2 separate regions of the Danio rerio genome follow, and region 1 is linked to region 2. The links are chromatin contacts, called in public HiCAR-type maps. All regions are on one chromosome and are shown on one strand. Each heading gives the region's core, a stretch centred on a gene start, on an enhancer-like site or on the middle of the called end of the contact. The rest is flanking DNA. Distances are from core to core; before and after follow the strand shown. Region 1 holds the start of stx12l (syntaxin 12, like). Region 2 holds the start of atg5 (ATG5 autophagy related 5 homolog (S. cerevisiae)).

Evidence for each region. HiCAR-type assays count read pairs that join an accessible place to other places.
Region 1: a HiCAR-type map of caudal fin shows a contact between it and region 2, with 8 times the contacts expected there. The contact joins the promoter of stx12l here to the promoter of atg5 in region 2. A contact is called at or near these places in 5 of 18 Hi-C or Micro-C datasets (caudal fin, embryo and hematopoietic stem cells) and 1 of 4 datasets of contacts at active chromatin or transcription factors (caudal fin).

The regions. Positions count from the first base shown.
Region 1 is chr16:7,959,314-7,965,635 of GRCz12tu, forward strand. It overlaps stx12l (syntaxin 12, like), which reads left to right and starts at 1,324. Exons shown (of 10, transcript XM_692489.9): 1 at 1,324-1,420; 2 at 1,769-1,879; 3 at 4,342-4,411; 4 at 5,178-5,277; 5 at 5,380-5,517. The coding sequence starts at 1,336.
Region 2 is chr16:7,708,941-7,714,480 of GRCz12tu, forward strand. atg5 (ATG5 autophagy related 5 homolog (S. cerevisiae)) reads left to right here and starts at 3,874. Exons shown (of 8, transcript NM_205618.2): 1 at 3,874-3,960; 2 at 4,966-5,123. The coding sequence starts at 5,010. med18 (mediator of RNA polymerase II transcription, subunit 18 homolog (yeast)) reads right to left here and starts at 2,686. Exons shown (of 2, transcript NM_200335.1): 1 at 2,348-2,686; 2 at 1-575. The coding sequence starts at 2,420. The coding sequence ends at 22.

The DNA.
Region 1 (6,322 bases), core at 74-2,573, 250 kb after region 2:
CCCTTTTGCCTTCAGAACTGACTTAATCCTTCATGGCATAGATTCAACAAGATTGAATTGCTCCAAAATTTCTGTCCATATTGACATGAAAGCATTTCACGATTTGTAGACTGCACATCCATGATACAAATTTCCAGTTCCACCACATCCCAAAAGTGCCCTATTGGATTGAGGTGACTGTGAAGGCCATTTGAGTACAGTGAACTCATTGTCATGTTTAAGAAACCAGTCTGAGATGATTCGCACTTTATCACATGGCTTGTTATTCTGCTGGAAGTAGCCATCAGAAGATGGGTTCACTGTGGTCATAAAGGGATGGACATGGTCAGCAACAATACTAATAACAATACTAATGTGACCAAAGTGTGTTAAGAAAATACACCATTACACCACCACCACCAGCCTCAACCGTTGACACAAGGCAGGATGGATCCAAGCTTTCATTTTGTTGATGCCAAATTCTGACTATCTGAATGTCGCAGCAGAAATCGAGAGCCATCAGGCCATGAAATGTTTTTTCAATCTTCTATTGTCCAATTTTGGTGAGCCTTTGTGAATTGTAGCCTCAGTTTCCTTTTCTTAGCTGTCAGGAGTGGCACACGGTGTGGTCTTCTGCTGCTGTAGCCCATCTGCCACAAGGTTGGACGTGTTGTGCATTCAGAGATGCTCTTCTGCAGACCTCGGTTGTAACGAGTGGTTATTTGAGTTACTGTTGCCTTTCTATCAGCTGGAACCAGCCTAACCATTCTCCTCTGACCCCTGGCATCAACAAGGCATTTGCGCCCACAGAACTGCCGCTCAATGGATATTATCTCTTTTCGCACCATTCTCTGTAAACCCAGATTGTTGTGCGTGAAAATCCCAGTAGATCAGCAGTTTCTGAAATACTCAGACCAGCCGGTCTGGCACCAACAAACGTGCCATATACAGAGTCACTTAAATCACCTTTCTTTTCCTATAATGATGCTCGGTTTGAACTGCTGCAGATCGTCTTAACTGTGTCTACAAAATACAGGTGTACCTAATAAAGTGTATATACACACTGTATTACTACTGTGGCATTCATTAACAAAGTTATAAACAAGCTATACTATGTATAATACACTTGAATATAGTAGGCTAGGCTGTTTCACTGCCAAAACCCAAAAGTAACACATGACAGCTGTAATGGTCCAGCGTGATTCTAGTCATATTATCTAGTCAATAATTTGCACATTATAGAAATAATAATAATAACATTAACATTAAGCGACATTAACAAAGCAAATAAAAGAAATAAGTTAAAGTAGACCCGTCAAAACAGAAATCTAAGCTCCGCCTATTAGTGTTACCGCTATGATCGTGTGTTTCCTTTCTATTCATTTCGATTTCTGTGAGAGGAGCAGCGCATCGCCGCCGCATCTGAGCATCACAGTTACAGGTATGCGATTCATTCTCACTCTTTACGTATTGAAACCGTTCGCTTTGTTGACATTCGTGCAAGCATATTTACATAATTTCAGACGTACATAATTAGTCCTTGTTTTATTGCAGCGACAGGCCTGCTGAGCCATTACCGACGTGAAATGTGTTGCGTTGCGTACGCAGTAGCCTACATTTTCTGTATTTGTTTCAGGTTTATTCATTTACGTGTTTTATCTACTGCTATTTTCAGAAATGTGTAACCTGTACATAAAATAAGTCGTTTATTTATATTTAATGCGCGAACACAGTTAACCTAAAGTGAATGTGATTTATGGCATCTGATCATGCAGCTGTTGTTTTTCAGTCATCATGTCTTACGGAATGATGGACAGCAGCCACTCACAGTCACAGCCGAGAGATTTCAACAACCTCACGCAGACATGCAGCTCAAACATCCAGAAAATCACACAAAACAGTAAGTAGATATATTGCAGACACACTTTAAGTGATCGTTTAAATGAAATGCGTGCAATTACACTGCAAAAAATGCCTTTCTTGCTTAGATTTTTTGTCTTGTTTCTAGTCTAAATATCTAAAATTTATTATGTCAAGAAGCATTTTCTAGACAAGCTAACCATATTGTCTTGAGAAATAATATGCCAATATTAGGTGAGTTTTTCCTTAAAACAAGCAAAATAATCTGCCAATGGGGTAAGCAAATTAATCTTGTTTTTTCTTTTGACGTAAGATTATTTTGTTTACCCCATTGGCAGATTATTTTGCTTGTATTAAGGAAAAACTCACTTAATATTGGAATATTATTTCTCAATACAAGACAATATGCTTTGCTTGTCTAGAAAATTATTCTTAAATTAGGAATTTTTTAGCTATTTGGACTAGAAACATGACAAAAGATCTAAGTAAGAAAAGCATTTTTTTGCAGTGTAAACAGTTTACTGACCCTGAAGACACCTTTCTTCTTTTAGACAAGCACAAAAACAATGACACAAAGTAATTTTCTGGCTTGATTTTTTTTTCTACACATACACATCAATTTTAAAAAAATAATCCACATGACGACTCCATGGGTAAAGATGGTTTCTGTAGTGAAGGAATTAGTTTTTGTCAGAAAAATATCCACATTTAATGCTTTTCCAGTTTGCACATTCTCAAGGGAAGTAGCCTATGTATGATAAGCCTAACCCTTACTGTAAATTATTCCCAAAATCAGAGGGGATTAATATACTGATGTAGATTTGTATAACCCTAAATGTAAGCCTAAACTTAAACATAACTGTAAACGTATTCCTTAAATCTAATTGGCTGATTGGAAACACAGATATTGATCCAGAAACATGTTACTCGATGAAATAGTGTAAATCTTAAATTAGAATTTTGGCAGTTTTGGATATCCTGTACATTTGTATTATTATTTATATTAAAATTATCCATGTTTATGTCCTACTTCATATGTGATAGCTTGGCTCTTACTGTATGTCAATACAGATTTTTTTCCCCTTAGAGAGCATTGAATAACACGCTGTAGTGATATGGATTATTTTTATGGAAATCTTAAACTGGGGCAGCATCAAATCCTATAAAAAATATGGGAAGTTTTTTTTTTTTAATAACTCTGTGTTTGTCTGAAATAGAAAGGCATGTTGTACAGTACATCTAGGATGGCTTCAAGATGAGTAAATTATGAATTATGTTTTTCACTTGGCGAAGAGTTCCTTAAAGAAAAGATTGCATTATCTGTTAAATCTTTAACTATTTAGTTTGAATAGGTATTAATGGGCAGTTCATTGCGCTGTGGCGACCCCGTATTGTTAAAGGGACTAAGTGGAAAAGCAAGGCAGGGCAAGTTTATTTATATAGCACATTTCATACACAGAGGCAATTATAAGTGTTTTACATAAACAGGAATAAAAGAAACAAGAGTAAGAAAATAAAAACAAATAATAAGAATTATAAAAATACGAATAAAAATAAATAAAACAGATAAAAATGTGTTAAAATATGTTATAAGATAATGAAAAAGAAAAGAAAAGCATAATAGTGCGATCTGTCGACGCAGCACAGTGCTCATTCAGTAAGGGCACAGCTAAACAGATGTGTTTTCAGTCTTGATTTGAATGTGCCTAATGTTGGAGCACATCTGATCATTTCTGGAAGCTGATTCCAGCAGCGGGGGGCATAGTGGCTGAAGGCGGATTCACCCTGCTTTGACTGAGCTCTCGGAACTTCTAGTTTATATGATCCTAAAGATCTGAGTGATCTGTTAGGTTTGTATTCAGTGAGCATATATGAAATGTATTGAGGTCCTAGGCCATTTAGTGATTTATAGACCAGTAACAATACTTTAAAGTCTATTCTGAATGTAACTGGGAGCTAGTGTAGAGACCTGAGGACAGGTGTGATGTGCTCTGATTTTCTGGTTCTGATCAGAATCCTGGCTGCAACATTTTGGATGAGCTGCAACTGTCTCACTGTCTTTTTGGGAAGGCCAGTGAGGAGTCCATTACAGTAATCCACCCTGCTGCTGATAAAAGCATGAAGAAGTTACTTCACTGGAAACAAAGCATTCTGATTCTTGCAATGTTTTTGAGATGATAGTATGCTGATTTACTTACTGCTTTGACATGACTATTGAAACTCAGATCTGACTCCAGAGTCACACCAAGATTCTTGATCTTATTTTTTGTCGTTTGACCTTTAGTGCCAAGGTACGCATTCACCTTGAGAACCTCATCTCCGTTCCCAAACGCAATGACTTCAGTTTTCTCTTTGTTCAACTGAAGAAAGTTTTGGCACATCCAAGTGTTAATTGGAAAAGAAAATAAATGAATGAATAAAATGCATTAAATTATAAATGCATTTATGTGTGTGTGTGTATATAATTTACCTTTTATAATGTCTCACATTTTCTGTGCATAGCTGGCCAAATCAAGAGCATGCTGTTCCAACTTGGCACGAGACCAGACACACCTGAACTTCAGGACAGACTGTGAGTGCCGTTATTTTCATCACATCAGAGCCACAAGAGGGGGAGGGGGGTGTTGGTGTACAGGTCTATGTGGTTTATAGCTACACTAAGTTGTTCAATGACTAAAGGCCGGTATACATCAAGTCGACACCAAACAACTAGAGCTGACAAAACCCAGCTGAGTTGTTGCCTTACGTCGGCTCACGTCTGGTTCGGTTTGGACCAAATCGTTGCAAGTTCTGCACCTGTGCAATAACACGTGCACTTCCACAGAGGGCTATATGTGTTTTCTCATTCACAATGGGTAACCTGAGCTTACGACACAGATATGCAAAGCTCAAACAAAGCTAAGTACCACCGTAATTGTCACTCCCTCTGTGTTTCTTCTTGATTAGTATTGTTTGCTTGCTATGTCATGTCACTACATCACACTCGCGCTCTGATTCGTTGCAAAATAACCAGTTAGAGTGCTCTCCTTAGCAGACGGATGACGCCGATTGGACATGCTGAATTGGGCCAATGAATTCCGAAGTTAACCTAATGGGAGGCAATGTGTGGAGCACACCAAATCAAATAGTCGGACTAACGTAGCCCAATGGCCAACTGTCAGCTTGGTGTGTCGCCTTAGTTGTACTCTATTAAGATGTTTTTTTGACATTCAAAATTTGCAACGGGTTTCTTGCATTGGGTTTAGGGGTAGGGCCATATAATTTTTTTTTTTCAATGTAAAATTTAAATTGTGCTGGCATACATTACATTGGCTCAAATCTCTTTGTGTTGCAAACAGCCAGCAAGTGCAGCACTACACAAACCAGTTAGCAAAAGAGACCAACAGACACCTGAAAGACCTGGGCACTTTACCACAGCCACAGTCCCCTTCAGAACAGGTGAGTGTACTCTACTCCCTACCCACCCCCCTCCTCCCTCTATTATCAACCTGCAGCTCGCGCCATATTGACCAGATGTGCTAATCCTAATGCTCTTTACAGCGTCAGCAGAGGATTCAGAAAGACCGGCTGATGAATGACTTCTCAGCTGCTCTCAACAATTTCCAAGTGGTCCAACGGCGAGCCGCAGAGAGGGAGCGGGAATCAGTTGCGAGGGCACGAGCTGGATCCAGATTCCAGGTAACAGCTGAAAAATAAACTCAACCGCCACTTTATATATATATTGCGATCGTAATTTTCGAAAGTATTACAGCGTTTTGAAAACGTTTATTATTAACATTTGATGAGTCTCCCTATGCAATTTGATAGATCCCTTGGACCCGTAAGCCGCTTTGCGTGATGTCACACTTAACAAGAGGATAGATAAATAATTACATTGTTTCAAATGTATAACATTAGAAAAACAGTAAGAGTACTCAGTTGACATACTACTTCTGGCAAGACTCTGAAGTGTGCTTCAAATGGACACTTTATTATCCTGTGATGCCACAAGGTAGAGTTTATGAATGAGAGTGAAGTTGCTAAACTGACATGGGATGGTCATGTGACAATGACAAAATGGCAGATGAAGTGTGTCTGGATTTCAATCACTGCATCCCAAATGGCACACTATACACTAGTGCACTTTGTACTTATGCACTTACACACTTAGCAGCATAGTATATGCATGTAGTGTCATCCCAATTGGAACACTAATGTTTTTTTACTAAGCGGAAATTCAAACCGTTTCCCTGATGACGTTTGTCGGTTGCCAAATTAGTGAAATAAATGACCAAATATTACCTGCCATGAGTATAACCGCATTCACCATCGGAGGCGCCATAATCACTCTTGTAGGAGAATCTTGCTTTTACAATCCAAAATAATTAAAGTTATGCGGTCTGGCATTCCCATTTCACACTTCATTTTACCAGTTGAACGAGTGTATTATTGTGTAATTAAAGTGCACTTATTATTATTATTATTATTATTATTATTATTATTA
Region 2 (5,540 bases), core at 2,624-5,123:
TCAGTCTGTAGGTCATGTTCTCTACATGAGTCTTTTGGGATCAATCTTCTCCAGGTGAACGAGAGGTTTGAGCTGTTCTGCGAAGCTCCTCATGTCCTCAGACACAGTGTCCTGTCCCGCAGGAGCCAGAACGCTCAGCTCAACAAGATACGACAGAGAGAGCGGCTCCGTGTTATCCGTGTTTCCAGGAACCAGCACACGCGACAGTTTGCTCACCACCACCTTCATCACACCCTTCCGGAACACCTGACCCTTGGCCACGAACTCATGGTCCATGCGGAAGCCCATCTCATTGAGGAAGTCAGGCAAGCTGTGCGAGGCTGCCACGTCCACGCAGTTCCGCACCAGGGCATGACGGCTTTTGTCGCCCACCTCGGGCTGACCCAGATAGCGCAGGTGCCAGGGGACGGAGGGGTCGAGGAGCGAGCGGCGGGCACGCAGGATGAACGGGTTGCCCTGCTGACCTTTCAGGAGATACACCAACTCGTGATCAGCAAAGCTCTCAGGCTCCATGTTATCACACAGGCCCCGGAGGCGATGCAAGAGACTCTCCAGAGATTGGTCCAGTACACTGCCTGTGCCAAACAAACCAACAGAACACAGCCAAGTCAAGATGGATAGATAGATAGGGGGTGGGATGGATGGATGCATAGATTAGGGGCATAAATAGATAGATAGATAGATAGATAGATAGATAGATAGATAGATAGATAGATAGATAGATAGATAGATAGATAGATAGATAGATAGATAGATGGATGGATGGATGGATGGATGGATGGATGGATGGATGGATGGATGGATGGATGGATGGATGGATGGATGGATGGATGGATGGATGGAAGATTAGATGGATGGACGGACGGACGGACGGACAGATAGATAGATAGATAGATAGATAGATAGATAGATAGATAGATAGATAGATAGATAGATAGATGGATAGATAGATGGATGGATGGATGGATGGATGGATGGATGGACGGATGGGGGATGGATGGATGGATGGATGGATGGATGGATGGATGGAGGGAGGGACGGATGGAGGGACGGACGGACAGACAGACAGACAGATAGACAGACGGACGGACAGACGGACAGACAGACAGACAGATAGGGGAATGGATGGATGGATAGATAGATAGATAGATAGATAGATAGATAGATAGATAGATAGATAGATAGATAGATAGATAGATAGATAGATAGATAGATAGATAGATAGACAGACAGAAAGACAGACAGAAAGACAGACAGAAAGACAGACAGAAAGACAGACGGACGGACGGACGGACAGATAGATAGATAAATGGATAGATAGGGGAATGGATGGATGGATAGATAGATAGATAGATAGATAGATAGATAGATAGATAGATAGATAGATAGATAGATAGATAGATAGATAGATAGATAGATAGATAGATAGATAGATAGATAATTTAAGCCTGTTCCTATACATCAATAAAAATAAAATTGTAATTGTGACTAATTTGTCTCAAGTAATGTCACAATTTCTCGCAATGTGGTGTCAATTTCTTAGTTAATGCTTAATAAGTCACTAAAAAAAAGATGTAATTGTTTTAATAAATTTAGTTATTAAATAATACATTTCAGTTGTATTTTTTTACTTACATTAACTTATTAACTGTAATAAATGTCGATATCCCTCACTGTGGCTTTTTGTTTTAATGTATGAACTAAGATTTACTAATGAGACCATATTTTGAAAGTGTTATTGATTATACTTTATGAATTAGCTGTATAATTTTGTTAAAAATGTATTTACTCCGAACACACACAAATCTGGTAACGGTTTAAGTAGGAATGGTAATATATGACCAAATAAGCAAACTATATTATGCAAACAATAAGACTCAGCAAAAAGAACTCTCGTGTAGCACAGTGCATGCTATAATTGTATAATTTAAATTATAACAATTGTAAATTATAATACTACAAACACTACAATGAATACATTGTATACATACTATTATTATGCTAAACTATTCGTTTTATATAACGTTAGCACATTCATAAAGTAATACTGTAGTACATGTTTTTATTATACAGAATCCCAAATTAAAAGTCTTAAGGAATTAAAGAAGATTAGGGTGCGTTAAATAAAAATAGTTTAAAACGCTAGAAAATGTGTGTGTATTGTTTATAATTACATATTCACTTTAACATATTCAACGCTTTATTCAAATGACTTTGCTAATTAAAAAATTGAGATTGCTCATAATGGGTATTTAAAAACTAAGTTAAAACTATTTAATAAAGTGTAACAAATGATAAATAGGAATGAATGAATGGTAAAAGGAGTTGTGCTGATGGTGTTGTTTACCTTGCAGAAGATACTCCATCATGTTTATAGTTCCACCCGTGACGGGCATCACAGTAACCGGCGGAGCCTCCATCACTCTATTATTATTACTATTACTAGTATTATAATTCTGAACTTAAGTCTCTTAATACATTTACAGTCAACGATCAGTTGAAAGATTAACTTAAACTAGAACTTTAACTGCTGTAGAAAACATCCACAACAATAGACATGCTAAGACGTGTTAGAAGATATTATCAACAAAAAGCAGGCAGACGATGAATTAAAAATAGCATATATTGTACTTGTATCAAAAAGCAATAAACAAAACTAATGATTTGCGTAAAATACTACGAAAAAATAATGTGTCTCGATGAAACTGCGTCCATGTGAGTAAAGCGCATGCGCAGTATGGATAGCGAGTACTGCGCATGCGCATTGTGCAACGCTTGCTCTATTCTTTTAGGCGTGCATTTAGTGACACCTACTGGACTGAAGTGAACTCTTTATCATATAAAATGGGTATTAAAATTGAGTATTATTAGCCTATTATTAATAGCAGGAGAACATCAATTATGGTTGCGAAAAGCCGATTGCCCTGTTGATCAAATTCAAGTCAAGGTGTTTGCTTGCAGAAAAACTAATGGCTCTAAGAGGTGGGTGTGATTTTGCCAATGCAATCATGGAGTGACATCTATCCTGGAACATGTCCTACATGAAGAAATAATTAGGCTATTCCTAAAATACAATATATTTTTTTTTATGGAGTAATGGAAATCACTATTTTAAAATGGAAAATTATGTGTAAACAAAAATGCAATGGTGGGTTATCGGTGTTCATTTTTTAAAACTTTAAACAATACATTCAAAATTAATTGGTTAATTAAATACAAGAAAGAAAAAGACAGTAAATGGTATACTTTTCCATATGGCGCAGTAGGTAATGCTGTCGCCTCACAGCAAGAAGGTTGTTGGTTCGAGCCTCGTCTGGGTCAGTTGGCGTTTTTGTTTGGATTTTGCATGTTGAATGTCCCTCCCTGTAGGGACTAAGCCAAAAAGAAAATGAACGAATGAATGAATGAATGAATGAATGAAGTTATATTTTGTGTCAAAATTTAGTCAATGAGGGAAGTTACTTTAAGTATATTATACGTTTCAGTGCACTGGCAGGACTTTTTTTATTAATATTGTTATTATTATCATCATCATCATCATCATTTATTATTATTATATTGTTATTTTATTATTTATTTTTTCTAGCATTTTCTTAGTTATGTGCATTTCTCATAAATACCTAGTTTTATAAGCTCACGTTAAGCATATTTTCCAAAAATTATATTGTTTTAATAATTGTTATTATTTCATATCATATTATTTCCAAATAGCTTAAACATGCATATTTACCATTTACATGCAGTACGTACGTATGAACCAATGGTATGAACCATGAACGCAAAGCAGTCGAGTAACTTTTATTGTGGAAAACATTAAATGCACTGTGACGTTTATTTTGAAAATAAATCGACATGTGGAGACCTTTATTTTGAAGTTTCGTGCCATCTTAGGGCTGCATGACATCGCTGGCTGTTGAAGATGAGCTCAACTGTAATGCTTCCTGTCGACATCTAATGAATGTAATTTACTATTATGTGTCTTTTACTTACGTTTGGATGCAGTAGTGTTTGTAATCGAGACAGTTATGGTGTTGTTACCAGCTCCAAAGGTGTGTCTCCGAGTGCTGTGTTTTTCTGTCAGTCCTTATTTATTTACACACATTATCAGTCTGACACCTTCAGATAGGCGAATAAATGCCTCAAACACATTAGATAAGTTGGTCTTTTAAAGATGTGTCGTTTTAAAGTTGTTCGTTCCTGTGCTGTTTGTCATAAACAGTGTTAAATGCTAACAGTAAGTTAGCCCAAGTTAGCAGAGCCAACGTTAGTGTTTTTATATTTAAATTTCCTCTTTTAAGTGTAAATGCTGCAGCCATTTTGAAAATGTTTGTTCTGTGACATTTAAAGCTTACATACAGCTTATAAAATGTATTTTGTTTGTGGCTAATTTATTTTTATAATTATTATAATTTTATTATTATTATTATTATTATTATTTGTATCACAATAGATTGCTCTTCAGAAAGTTTATAAATTATAGAATATTATTAACACAACGTTTTTTTTTTGGTAAAATCGTGTATTTGACTTTAGTGTAATTTGTTTAAGGCAAAACAAAAACAAGGTACTGTCAGGAAAACATTGATTGCTTAAGTTGACATGCTGTGTTTATTGTTAATTTAAAATAAAGGTTAAGATAATAAGTTAAACAAATTTTTGATAAATGTCTCAAAATGTTTGTCAGCCAGAAATCAAATTTTCTGAAATATTTTTGTGTTCAATCATTTACATTTTACATTTAGTCATTTAGCAGACGCTTTTATTCAAAGCGACTTACAAATGAGGACAAGGAAGCAATTTACACAAGTATAAGAGCAAAAATGAATAATCAGCAATAGAAAGGTATCAAAGTTATTAAAATTAGTTAGTTATTAAAGGATGTATAACAAAAAGTCAACTTTTCCTTGTACTATTTAAAATTGTGACATATTGAATGTTTTACACAATGGTCTCTGTTTTGAACAGATTGGTAGCTGAAGACATTCATTATATGTGTCACTTGGAGAACGATGATAATGGCAGATGACAAGGATGTGCTTCGAGATGTTTGGTTTGGAAGGATACCCGCCTGTTTCACACTGTCTCCAGACGAAACCACAGAGAGAGAGGCAGAACCCTACTATGTAAGTTAAAGGAATGCTTGACTTTTGTTTTGTGGAATAGGCCCATTTTACAACTCCGCCATGAGTTAAACAGTTAAGATTTTATAATGGGCTATATGCTCAGCTAGTGTTTTTTAGCCAATGATGAACTTCCAGTAAAAGCTTTTTCATTTTGGTAAGGTTCTTACAGCGTTGATGTTGTAATGTAATTCAAATATAATCAGTTGAATAGACATAAGTGTTCATTTGGTTGTTAAATTGTAAAAAAGAGAAGGAAAACGGAAAATATGTATATATATATATGTATATATGTATATGTATGTATGTATGTATGTATATATATATATATATATATATATATATATATATATATATATATATATATATATATGTATATATATGTATATATATATATATATATATATATATATATATATA